3 separate regions of the Mus musculus genome follow, and all the other regions are linked to region 3. The links are chromatin contacts, called in public HiChIP or PLAC-seq maps. All regions are on one chromosome and are shown on one strand. Each heading gives the region's core, a stretch centred on a gene start, on an enhancer-like site or on the middle of the called end of the contact. The rest is flanking DNA. Distances are from core to core; before and after follow the strand shown.

Region 1 (4,255 bases), core at 1,427-3,926, 1.2 Mb before region 3:
GTGCTAGTTTGTTGGAGAAAACATCTCACTGGAAGAATGGCTCTCCACTGTTGACTGAGAATTGGATCTCCCCTGTCAGCCCTATTCAGAAAATATGGGATTATTTAAGGCAAGCATGATACCTACCTGGAACTTGAAAACCCTCCTCATTTAAACAAGGAGGAAGATTTTTATCCCCAGGACATCCTGTTTCTGTTCTAGAAGCCAATCAGGGAAGAAGTGGCTGGCACTTCCAACTGAGGGGCACAGAAATAATCCAAGAAACCTAGTTTTAAGGAAACTTTTTGTCTTTATAGGACTGACATCATTTATGCTAAATCCATAAGACTCAAAACATAAGTGACTTTATTAATAGGCTTGAATTCTGTTTTTCTTTTTCTTTTTTTTAAAGATTTATTTATTTATTATATGTAAGTACACTATAGCTGTCCTCAGATACTCCAGAAGAGGGCATCAGATTTCGTTACGGATGGTTGTGAGCCACCATGTGGTTGCTGGGACTTGAACTCAGAACCTTCAGAAGAGCAGTTGGCGCTCTTAACCACTGAGCCATCTCGCCATCCCCTGTTTTTCTTTTATTAACTGTCCAGATACAGTTACTTCTATGCTGGGATGGTGACCAGAAGTCATGGCTCTCATTTCTAGGCCTAGTTCTGTGTCCTGGTTGGAATCTGATGGACCAGAGGCACAGAATGATGTTTCTACCATCAGGACAGAGTAGACTGTGGAATGGAAGCTGCTCTGGAGGCTGTGCGGTCCGTATGGTTTGAATTATGGCAGTTAGAATTGCAGGGCCAGCATGCTTGCCGAGAGATTTGCTAACCTGATCAAGAGAGTTGAGCGGAAGATTGGTAAGAAGGAATAGAAGAACATTAAAATGTGATTGAGTGGAGAACAGGAGTATGAGAAAGTTTAGGAGGGGGCTGCAGATGTCCTGAGACTCAGCAGGACCAGGGCTGTGCATCCCTAGGCAGATGGAGATGGAGCTTTGTCAGATGCCAAGCACCTTGCTAGAAGGAGGGTTGATGGCTCATTTCCCCCTGCAGGCTTTATTCTCCCCCCACCCCCCAATAAACTCTTAACTTCTCCCTTTAGTTGCTGTCCTTAGAAACCTGAGAAAATAACGCAGGGGCTGCCTCCTTGTGTTTCCTTCAAGCACAATAAAGAAGCCTTGGCCAGAGACATAAAGTGGCAGGGAGAGATGACAAACTAAAGAAGTATGCTTTAGACATGGCTGAGGGCTCTACAGGCATTTCAGAGAAGTCTGTGAATGGCACGCATGAAAAGGAAGACATGCCCACAAGGTTTCTGAGCCTGTCCCAAATGGAACAGGAAGTGAGGCGTGTGCCTGTGGGAAGACATGTGCTCCTAATAACTCTTGCTACCAATCTTTGGACATGGCTTTTCTACAGAGTGCAGAGCCGGATAAAATGCCGCCTGTAAGTGGGATGCATCCCAGCCTCCAGCCGTCAGGATGCAGAGAATGACTCCAGCTACAGGAAACATGACTAATACTTTCATAGTCCAAAAGTAAAGCTGGAGTCCAAAAGGGAAACAAAGCTGTTTGGGGATGGGGAGAGGTGGAGGAAAGGCTTTATGGAGAAGGCACTGTCTAAAATGGTTTGAGGAGGATGGAGGACATTTCTGCAGATGGGGAAGAAAAAGCGGGTGAGGAGGGGTTCCATGAAGACAGATGAATGAGGATAAAGGCGTGCCACTGTGGGAGGGTGGAGTACCCTGAGCTTTTATGAGTGTGATATTTTGGAGATGGAGGTTGAGTAGTAGCAGCTAAAATATTGGCATTTCAAAATTTCCTGTCATCAACATCTGTTGTCAGGTGAGAAAACCACCCATTTAGTAATGTGCATCAAGTGGCAGAGAGCTGGAGTCCAAGGACCTCCGTAAACGGTATCGGTATCGTGGCAAGTGTCACACGCCGGCTTTGCGATGTCTACTTACCCTCTGCAGCTTGGGGATGAGGAGCAGGAGGGAAAGCCTGGGCCGTGACGAGGTCATGGGACTATGAGATGAGTAAGGAAGTAAGCAAGGAGAGAAACAGGATCCGTGGTTTTGAGAATAAAAGAATATAAAGCCAGTCGGAGGTGATGAGCATAGAGGAAGCCACTCTTGGTATTTGGGAATCTGGGAGGAGTCTGTTTGGATGAGGGCTGTGTGGTTGGTTGGGAAATCAGAACCAGGTGTCAGCTTGACCGCCAAGAGAGTTACTAGGAGCTTTGATGTTGGAGGGATCAGTCCCGGGCCTCAGCAGGCTGTGGGGAGGGGAAAGAGCTGGGTGTGAGCTGCCTTACTGAAACTCTGGGCACAGGTAAGATCGCCGAGAGTGGAGTCGTCTAGGAAGAATACATGAGGGCAGAACCTTCATAGATGCCTCTGGTAGCGCTTGTACTTCCCATGAGCATGCGCAGGACAGCTAAGGCGTGGAAACACCCTAAGGCCCGGGGACCCGTGAATGCATCAAGAACCCAGTGCCAGCATGTGGCCTGTCATACAACCAGAACAATCCTATTGCAGACAAAAGCATGGATCATGTGTTAAGTGAAATTGGCCAGTTGCAGAAAGAGGAACACTGGGCAGCCTCACTTATGTAAGCTGTCTGAAATAGTCACACGCAGAGACGCAGCGATGGGAGGAGGGAGAGAACAGGATGTTGCTGGGCTGGTTACAGGGTTGTGTTTCTGCAAGGTAAGCTCTGGAGATCTGGTGAGCAACCTCCTGCCTGTAGATAAGAAGCCTGCGCGGTACACCCGAAGTCTGCTAACTTCACATTAAGTACTCAGCCCACAATAAAAGTAAACACACAGAACCCATTAGATGCTGTACCTACAGATATAGGTTTAAGAGGAAGCAGAAAACATTCTCCAGCACATGACCTGGGAAGGCCCCAGGGTGGTTGCACAAGCATGCTAGAGTCATGTCTGCAGAGCTAAGGTTTGCAGTGAGCTGGGCTCGTGAGAGAAGCTGGAAAGCCCGAAGACTATAAGGCTGGAGCCCCAGACCCAGAGCAAAAGCTGCTGGGTTTGGTTCTTTTTTTTCTTCCTCTTCACAAAACAGCAAATCAGGTTGTTCCATCTTTTTCTAAGGAGAGCTAACTGGACAGGACAGGCTGAACATGGGGACATCACTCCTTATGGTGAGGCAGCCGGAGACAGGTGCCCCGCTGAGTCAAGCGACCCAGGGTGGTTTGGCCCCAGCACACAGCAGAAGACGTGTTCCCTCAGTCTTCTTGGGAGTTGGGTGGAGAAACTGTTGGGTATAATGATTGAGATTGGTACGAGGTACCCAGAGTGGATGGCCTCTGGGAAGACTGTTAAAGGGACTATCTGAAAAGCTCTAGACTAATACGCAACCCTGGTTGCACACCTTGATCTCCAGACCAGAATTTACGAGAAGATACTTCTATCTCAGCTTCATTCTGGAGTTACGGCTGATGTGGTTCAGGCTCCCACAGACAATGACCGGCATACAGGGGTGGATCCTAACTCTGCACAGGGTTCTGTCCACCCACTCTGAAATGCTGGAATGACTATCGTCCAGCAGAGCAACAGCTCACGCTTAGGAAAGGAAACAGTTTGGGTTCTGCTTAAGATGTGCACAGTCACTCTAGAGTCCTTTCGTGGCTATGTGACTAGATCATCAGAATACCTCAGTGCAACATTCTTCTTCAAACTTAAACCTGAGGGTTGGAGGAGGAGACCTGTCTCAGAACCAGGAAGAAAAGATTTCTTAATACCATAGAGGTAATTGGTGTGATGGCTTGAATAAGAATGGCCCTCATAGGCTACTATATTTGAATGCTTAGTCATCAGGGAGTGGCACTATTTGAGAAGGACTAGAAGGTGTGGCTTTGTTGGAGAGGAAGTGTGCCTTTGAGGTGGTTTGTCTTTTTGTTTTTTGTTTTCTGGTTTTTTGTTTTTTTGTTTTTTTGTGTTTGTTTGTTTTGAGGTAACCACCCTGGCTCATCTGTGTTTTGGTTTTCTAGGGAGTGGCACACCAAATCTTGCCTCATGATTTATAGAGTAGGAACAGGGATTAGAAACATGTGGAGTTGATATTCGCCACCCACTGGTTAAGGAATGGATACAGCCAGCCCCAATGTGCCTTGGAATGGTGGTGAGGGTCTCCTCCAACCTCCCAAGAAATAAATACCAGAGACGTTGGATCCTATGCTGAGGATAAAATATTAATCTGTCCAAGTGGTGCCTCAACGTGTGCCTCAGAATCACCGGGAGGACAG
Region 2 (3,968 bases), core at 361-2,860, 1.2 Mb before region 3:
ACTAGGCCATTTGGTACAGGCTACCACCTCGTTGTGTTCCAGGTAACTATGAATTAGGCTCAGCACAATATGTGTATGTATATAGTTATGTGATTGTGTAATCTGGCGTGTGAACTTTGGAGACGATAAACACCATTTACAAAGTCCAAAGGTTGGATTTGCCTGTAGCAAAAACATTTCTGTGGGATAAAAGGCATGTATTCGGTAGAAAAGCTGGCCTGGATGCAACAAGATGATTTGGAGTAGGGAGGGGAAAAAAAGTGAGTGTGACTCAGGCACCTGAGCTGGGCGTGGGCAAGGTGCCTCAGGCCTGCTCCTCGGTGCTCCTTCCGGTTTGGTGTAGTTTAGGAAGCCCTGCATCATTTATATAGGGATTGCCGAGTGCTAGGGCTCACAGCATCAAGAAAATCTGCTTTCTTCGTCAAACTTCCCCGGCCACCTGGCAGAGCCAAAGACAGTTCCAGAGAGTGTATCCGTGGAAGGTTCCAGAAAGTGAATATCCAAACCTAGTGAATGAAACATGGTTTATACAGATGTGAGAAAGAGCCTCAGAGACGTTCATACAGGGTCAGCCTGACAACGGTCAGCCGCTGGTGGAGGCATGTACTTGGCACTCTGGAACATCTAGAGTGTCAGCAGCTGAGCCAAAGGAGCCAACATGCCCAGTTCGGTGAGGCAGGCCAGATGGATCTTAAAGGGGTTAAATACATCTGCAGTTCCTAGTGCCCAGAAAGCGTTTCCTGAGCCTGAGAGCTGCTGAGTCCTTCCTGCTATGGGAGCCTATTTGAGAACCTCCTCCCAGAGGACTTCAGGGGCCTGAGCTTCTTCCATCACCCCTTCGGAGGCTCTCTGCATGGCGCTCTCTGTGCTAACAGTTCACCAATGTTTTCCTGATTATTCACATATATATATATATATATACTCTCTTTGGTTTATCGTCTGCGTCCTCTCTAAAATGTAGGTTCTGAGAGGGCAGAAACCCGGTGTGCCTTTACCGCAGGTGCAGGATCACATCTGTTCCTGGCATTCATCATTCCCTGCCCACCGGGCCACCTGCGGCGCTGGACTCATGTGCGGTTTGCAAATTGACCTCAAATTATCAGTGGCTGACATCCAAGCTAGGATTCTGGCAAGTGGGCGGTGAAGTCGGATGGGCCTGGACATCTAGCCAGATGCTCCTGCGTTTCGATCGCAAACTACACTGCATCTTCTTTCCTAACCTATGGACGGGAACTGTAACAACAACAACAACAACAACAACAACAACAACAACACCTTTCTCCCTTCCTGCCTCCTCTGTAACCCTATACCAATCTGGACAACTGCTTCTGGGGGCCAGGTCCCCAAAGTCCGAACCAGTTTCTAATATCTTGTGTCTAACCCTTGGCTCACCACATATTTCCCCCTTATTTATTCTCAGCTCTTTTCAGTGTTCAAGTGATTATTGTCCGTTGGACTACTTTAGTCCCCTGGAATCTTCTCCTTAAAACAGCTCCTTTCGCGCGAACCTCAACTTCCTCCTAAGTCATTCACTAAATATTTATTGAAAGCCTAAGGGGCACACACTACTCTAAGGATGCTGGGAGCCGCTGCCCCGCCCAGCCACACCTACCATCACTCTCCACCGCTCCACACGCCCTGAACCCTGGCTGGCGTCACGGAATCCGCCTGCAGCTTCCAAGTCCAACGCCTCACCGCCTTCCCCCGATGACTCCTGATTGGTGGGAGTGGGAGCCACTCTGCTGCCCCCCCTCCACCGCCCTTTTCACGTTATTCCGCCCAGTGGAGAACTCAGGCTCCTCCTCTTAGCTCCCTCCCCTCGCTCCAGCTCTTCAGCTAATTGCCCGGCAGCGCGCGCCCTAAAGTTCTAGGCGAAGTATTGAGAACTGGTCGCGGGGATCGCACACCGGCCAGTAGCAGGGGACCAGGGACCCCGGCACCAGGAGAGCTGGTGCACTGCGCGGGCTCTCGCCCACCATCTGTCTGCGAGCAGCGCTCGGCGCCCCAGTCTCCTGCGGCTGGTGCTGGAACTGCCGTCGGCTGAGACTTGCAGGGACCCGAGAAGCCCGGTTTGCGTCCTTCTCGGTCTGAAGCACGCACTGGGGAATCGAGAAGCGTCCCCAGCAGCGGAACACTTAGGTGAGCAACAGGGCGTCCGCCCGCCTGGGGTTGAGCTGTGGTGGAGGCCCCGAGAAGGCTCGGGGACGCAGCCATTCTCTATGGTTCAGACTGTGTCTGTGGTGGTCCCGGGAAGCCCGGGTCCACGGGGCAGCCCTGAGACTAGGAGGTCGTCTGTCGTGTAAGCGCCAGTTTTCTGGGAGGAAGCACTCTGGTGCTGCTCACCCTGGAGCTGTGCCCCTCGAGTTACAGCCTGGCGGGGATGGACCCGGAGAAGGAGCGGATCTCAGGAGCCTGCGTGCGGGTGCATGAGGATGCCGCGTAGAGGAGCTGTCCCGGCACAGCCTGGCGCTGTGACGGGCTGGAGGCACAGGAAACCTGCTTAATTCTGCCAGGAGGAAGGCTTTACTACACCCTCGAGCTTGGGGCCCTGCGGTGCAGGCACCTCGCTCTTCGGCCTCCCCAGTCAGGTCACACCGCTCCACAGTGTCTGCACTGGGACCGAGAGCACCCTTCCCTTGGGGCTTCAAGCACTCAGCGGGTGATTGGTGCCTCTGGCGTCTCCCGTGGCATTGTCTTGTGTCCTTCAGACACTTCTTAACCAGCCGCGCGCCTCCCAGACTGTTGGAGCTGAGAGGGACATAAAGTTGTCTCTCACCTTGTGTCAGGGAACGGGGCTGGGGCATTGGAGTCCCCTCCGATGTCGCAGTGCCCTAGGAATCTGATTACTTGATGAGATCGTTTGGGTAGTGTATTTTATTTACACTGTAGCTGCAGAAGATGGTTTCAGAGATAGGTAAGCATAGCTCTGACTTTGGGTCATCCACACTCAACACTCTAAGCATCATACAAGGTGAGGACCTCCTTTTGGCCTCCAGAAACCTTCAGACAGATTGCAGTGCATCCAGGCTAAATGTCCATTCTGTCCATCAACTCCACACTGCCCTGTTTGCAGCTCTTCACAGAGCCTAAAGCTGTCTGGAATCATCTGCTTGTTTTTCCATCTGCCAGCCTTCTTCCGCTGCTAGGATGCGAAGTCCTGGGAAAGCAGAGACCAGGTCCTATTTCTCGGTCGGTCCATCCTCAGTGTGGAGAAGGCAGCTCTCCACACTGCAGCCTCACACTACACATTTATGGAATGAGTAAATGTTAACTTCTTCATAATCTGAGACTATTGATTTCATGGCTGGTTTGGATTTTCATCTTTTTCCTTTTTTATCGGAAAAATTAATAAATGGCAGTAACTCCTGCTGATGAGCATGCACTAACCATCAAGGTATTTGCTGGGAGCTCTGTGTAGATACATATAGATGATCCCTAATATTATAGTTGTCTGATTAGCTAGATTTTTTTAAGTCCCCTATTTTAGATGTGTGTTTACAACCCCGTGCTTTTTTAGACAGGTGTGTGGTGGTTAGAGGACTTTAGGAGTTGGTGTGTTCTCCCTCTCCCTCTCCCTCTCCCTCTCCCTAGTTCCCTCCCTCCCCACTGTGGGATCCAGGAAGCAAACTCAGGTAGAAACCAGGTTTGCTAACAACCCGTCTCCTTGACCCAAGCTACACACTTTAGGCATTTAAGGCTCTTGCAGGTTACCCAGTTGTCCTAAGGTTATTAAGCTGTACTGTGACTCTAGCCTGTTTTCTATTTTGTTGGGTTACTTATATTTTAAAAATCAATTAATTAATTACATCCTAAATGTTGCCCCTCCCAGCCCCCCCCCGCCCCCCCCCCAAGAGTTCCTTCCCCCCAGTGTTGAATTACTAATAAGAGACGAAAATATGGTTTCCACTTTTGCAGGCAGTGGATATGTTGTTCAGCTAAAAGTTCCCGTTTTATTCCTGAGATCCATT
Region 3 (3,794 bases), core at 811-3,310:
AAATTCCAGCTGTTAAGATTTGTTTGACAGTGACAGATAAAAATAATATATCCCATGTTTTTAAAAGTAGTTATTTCGTTAGATATAATTTTCAATAAAACAAAGTACATTTAATCCAGGGGAAGGGGGAATCAATACAATTTGGTAGCAAGCTGATCAGTTTGCTATTAAAAAATATTAAGTTATATGATCATATTCAAAGTGATTTCCAGAAAAGCAAACATTACAAATCAAAACATTTCTCCAACAAGGCTTGGTTCACAAGTACTACAAAATTAAATTCGTAAAATTTATAGTGATTTTTTTTGAATGCCACAGAAGTCTAAAGGAATACATATTTTCCTTGAGAGCTGCTTCTCTTTCCAAATGCATGAAGGCGAAGAATAACTTTTTAAAATAGCTAGCTTAGCCTTAAAAATTCACTTCCAAAGATGTTCTTTCCAGATTTCCAATAGTTCTGAATACTGTCTCATAATTTCATAAAGACCATTTTACTAAATTAAACTTAGGTGAAAATACTATTAAAGTTTGTTTTCATTTATACAGTTGGGTTTGCTTAGCAGGAAAGAAAAACCTGTTAGAAAGAATAGTTGCATTGAAAATGGGTGATCTGACACCTTCCGGTTACTTCACACAGAATTGTAAGTTCCTTTTAAAGACAAAATGCAAATACTCTAGATCTTTCAATAATTTCACGTTTTAAAAACAAGCTGCTACTTGTTTTTCTGTCAGAGATAAAGTATTATTAAGTTTTTTTTTTGAAAGAGAACACCATATCAAATTATCAATTGCTGAAGGCGTTTGTAGTATGAAGCACATATTTTCTCTATTCACATTTTTCAACTTGCGAGAGTAGCAAAACATTAGATTTCTGCCTGTATTTTCAGGCTATATAGAGCTTAATTTCAGTCATCCAAACCCGGCAATTTCTCTTTTCCATAAAATGCCTGTTAAAAATATATCACAAGTTATCTTTGAAGCCTTTGAGTAGAGCACACAACCATTAAGCCACAGTTGAAGGTTTTCACAAGGACAGGGGTACTGCCCTTTTTTCCCTATTCCTGTTCTCCGGCTCACATTTAGTAGGATCAGGAAGGCTCCACCGGGCCCAGACCCAACCCCCCAACCACCATTGTGCTCGTTACCTACAGGGAAAATTATGAATGGCTCTCACAGTCAAAGGAAGGCGGAAAGAGCCGAGGAATAGTTTCCCAGCGCGGCCGCCACCTTAGGCTGACGCTGAACAGGGTTCCCTTAGAGTCCCAAGTTCTTTAACAAAAATTATTTAAATAAAAGTATCAGTCCTCCCCCACACCCAGCCCTCCCCCTTCGAAAAACCACAGGAAGCGAGGGTTTCCCTTTAAGTACCGACTTTTCCCACTCGGCCACCCCCAGCCCCACAGCCTCCGCCCCGCGCCCCTCCCCCACGCGGCCAGCCCGCCCCCGGCCTCATTTATCCAGAGTCTTCTCGTAGCCGAGCAGCCAATGAACGGCGAGGCGGAGAGCCACCCGGAGCGCAGGCGGAGGAGGTGTCGCGTAGACACCCGCCCAGGACGTCGGCTCCCCTCCCCCACGCCGGCCCGGGCCGCCCCGCTTGCTCGGTCCCCGGGGCCCTCGAGGGGAGCGGCGCTCTGCCCCCGGGTTCTACTTTCCCCGGTCATCAGAGCCACCGACTGAGTTCGAGATTGTCATTCAGATTTCGTTGTTAAGTGACCCATTTTTTAAAAATCGAATGGTTACAAACTACGGTAACTGCAACCGCGGGACCCCCTAACCGCTTCCTCATCTTAAGGAAAAAGGATCGTTCGTCTGACCCTCCCGAGGCTCGGACCCTTTGGAAACTCGCCGTGCCCATCGCGCCTGGCGCCGGCTGCAGCGGCTGGACGCTCTCCACCCCCTCCCCGGCTCCGGCTCCGGCTCCAGCTCGGGGTCCCTCCTCGCCCAATCTCGCTTCCCCTCCCCCTCTCGCTTTTTTTTTTTTTTTTTTTTTTTCTCTTTCCTCCGAAACCCACTCTAATTGAGGCGCTGGGATTCCTCACGTGAGACGTTGATTTGTAGTTTGAACACGTGGCTCATTCAAAAAGCCGGACACTCGGAGCGGCTGCCCCCGCCCCGCTCCCCTCGCCGCTGCCAGTCACCCCTCGGGGTTTTTTTTTTTTACGGGGAGGCGGCGCCTGCCCCACGTAGTGTGATATTTTCACAGCCCGCTGGCCGCTGCCAAAGGGGTTGGGGAGGAAGAGACAAAAAGTAGTTTCCCCCCGCGCCTCCTCCTTTCTCTCGCTAATCCCGCCTCCTCCCCAGAGTTAGGAAGACTCGACGCTGGGCTCGTCGCTAGGCTTTTTCTTTCTCTCTTTTTTTTAATACCCAGAAGAGGAAAAAGGACCCTGGGATCTGGTTTTCGCCCGCCGCTCCCGTGCTTGGGTCACTGTGTGGGTTTGAAAGCCAAGAGGAGAGGAACAAAATCCACCGGCTCCATCCTCCGCCGTGGGTGCTTTTTTTAATTTAGCATTTTCCTCGGGTTTTAAAACGACCCCTTTTCACAATGAACAAATTGTACATCGGGAACCTCAGCGACCACGCCGGCCCCGCGGACCTGGAAAGTGTCTTCAAGGACGCTAAGATCCCGGTGGCGGGCCCCTTCCTGGTGAAGACGGGCTACGCGTTCGTGGACTGCCCGGACGAGGGCTGGGCCCTCAAGGCCATCGAGGCGCTTTCAGGTGGGGCCCGCGCGCGTGGTCGGGGCCTCCCCGTCTCCGCAGCTGCCATCCGGGACCCCGCTTGCGGGGCGGGTGGGGGTGGGGAGGGGGACGCGCTGTCAGTCGCGGGGCGCGGCGCGGCGCGTGCTGCAGGCCGGGCCAGGCGGGCCTTGGGGCCCAGCGTGGACGCCCGCCGGGCCCTCTGTCTGGTCGCTGTCCCCCAGCCGTAGAGAACAGAAAGTGGCCTGAGCCTACGCCCGGGGGGAGGCCGCGTCCAGGCGGTCCCGCTCCACGCCGCCGCGTCCACCTCGCGGGGTCGTTAGAGCGAAAGGGGCAGGTGGGCGGCGGCGGCCGGCTGTTGCCAGAACGGCAGCCCTGCCACGCGCGGCGCCGCAGTCCCGGCCCGTGCGCGCAGCCGCGGCCCGGGTGTCTGAGTGCGCTCTGCCTGGATGCCCGAGGGGAGAGCAGCTGTCCGTGCCTTTCGGTTTCCACCGTCCCCAGCTGGACTCGAGGCCGGCGCCTTGATGGGTCAGCGCGCGTGGACCAGCACCCCGGCCGCCCAATCTCCTCCTGGCACCCTGGCTCTTTAATCCCATCGCCCAGTGCTCCAGGCCAACCTGGATGTGGACCAGAAAGAAGGCCGCGCGCCCCCATGGCAGGCTGTTTGTTGGGGGTGTGTCTCTTGCAGACCTTGGGGTGCGGGGTGGCCCTTGGAGGGGGTCAGGAGGCGAAAATTGCAACCCAAGTGGTGAGCCTGACTCTTGCTCTCCCTCCCCAGCTTTCTGCAAGTTAAAAAGCCACACCCACCCGAAGGGTCAGCTCTGCACCCTCTCCTTGCCCTGCTCCTCCCTTGTCCTTGAGTCGGGTGGGAATCTTGGGGCCCTGCTGAGGTCACTGAAGCAGGGTGTGTTTTCTCTTAAAGACTGTAGATTTCAAGGTGGGGAAAGCTGCTGAATTTAGCCCGTCGTCTTGCCTCTTGTGTGTTCACAGGTAAAATGGAACTACATGGGAAACCGATGGAAGTTGAGCACTCGGTCCCTAAACGGCAGAGGTGAGCGGATTTACCCTTTTCTGGCCGCTTTTTAGGGAGGAAGCACA

The links. HiChIP or PLAC-seq counts read pairs in DNA pulled down with a chosen protein or histone mark.
Region 1: an H3K27ac HiChIP or PLAC-seq map of extraembryonic endoderm stem cells shows a contact between it and region 3, with 4 times the contacts expected there. The contact joins the enhancer-like site here to the promoter of Igf2bp3 in region 3. A contact is called at or near these places in 3 of 39 promoter capture datasets (the 3T3-L1 cell line, cranial neural crest and pre-B cells) and 1 of 115 datasets of contacts at active chromatin or transcription factors (extraembryonic endoderm stem cells).
Region 2: a contact with region 3 is called in an H3K27ac HiChIP or PLAC-seq map of embryonic stem cells, with 4 times the contacts expected there. The contact joins the promoter of Osbpl3 here to the promoter of Igf2bp3 in region 3. A contact is called at or near these places in 4 of 115 datasets of contacts at active chromatin or transcription factors (astrocytes, cardiomyocytes, embryonic stem cells and 1 more).

Annotation. Positions count from the first base shown.
Region 1 is chr6:50,376,457-50,380,711 of GRCm38.p6, reverse strand. All of the region lies in intron 2 of Osbpl3 (oxysterol binding protein-like 3), which reads left to right. Among named protein-coding and RNA genes, the nearest start is that of Gm52900, 3.1 kb to the left of the region's middle. Within about 2 kb of position 2,676, at least 157 of the 459 cell types and tissues checked have an H3K27ac peak or open chromatin away from gene starts, as enhancers often do.
Region 2 is chr6:50,453,996-50,457,963 of GRCm38.p6, reverse strand. It overlaps Osbpl3 (oxysterol binding protein-like 3), which reads left to right and starts at 1,610. Exons shown (of 24, transcript NM_001347213.1): 1 at 1,610-2,139.
Region 3 is chr6:49,213,220-49,217,013 of GRCm38.p6, reverse strand. Igf2bp3 (insulin-like growth factor 2 mRNA binding protein 3) reads left to right here and starts at 2,060. Exons shown (of 15, transcript NM_023670.3): 1 at 2,060-2,717; 2 at 3,687-3,747. The coding sequence starts at 2,543. It overlaps D030074P21Rik (a long non-coding RNA gene), which reads left to right and starts at 3,754. Exons shown (of 2, transcript XR_869057.2): 1 at 3,754-3,794.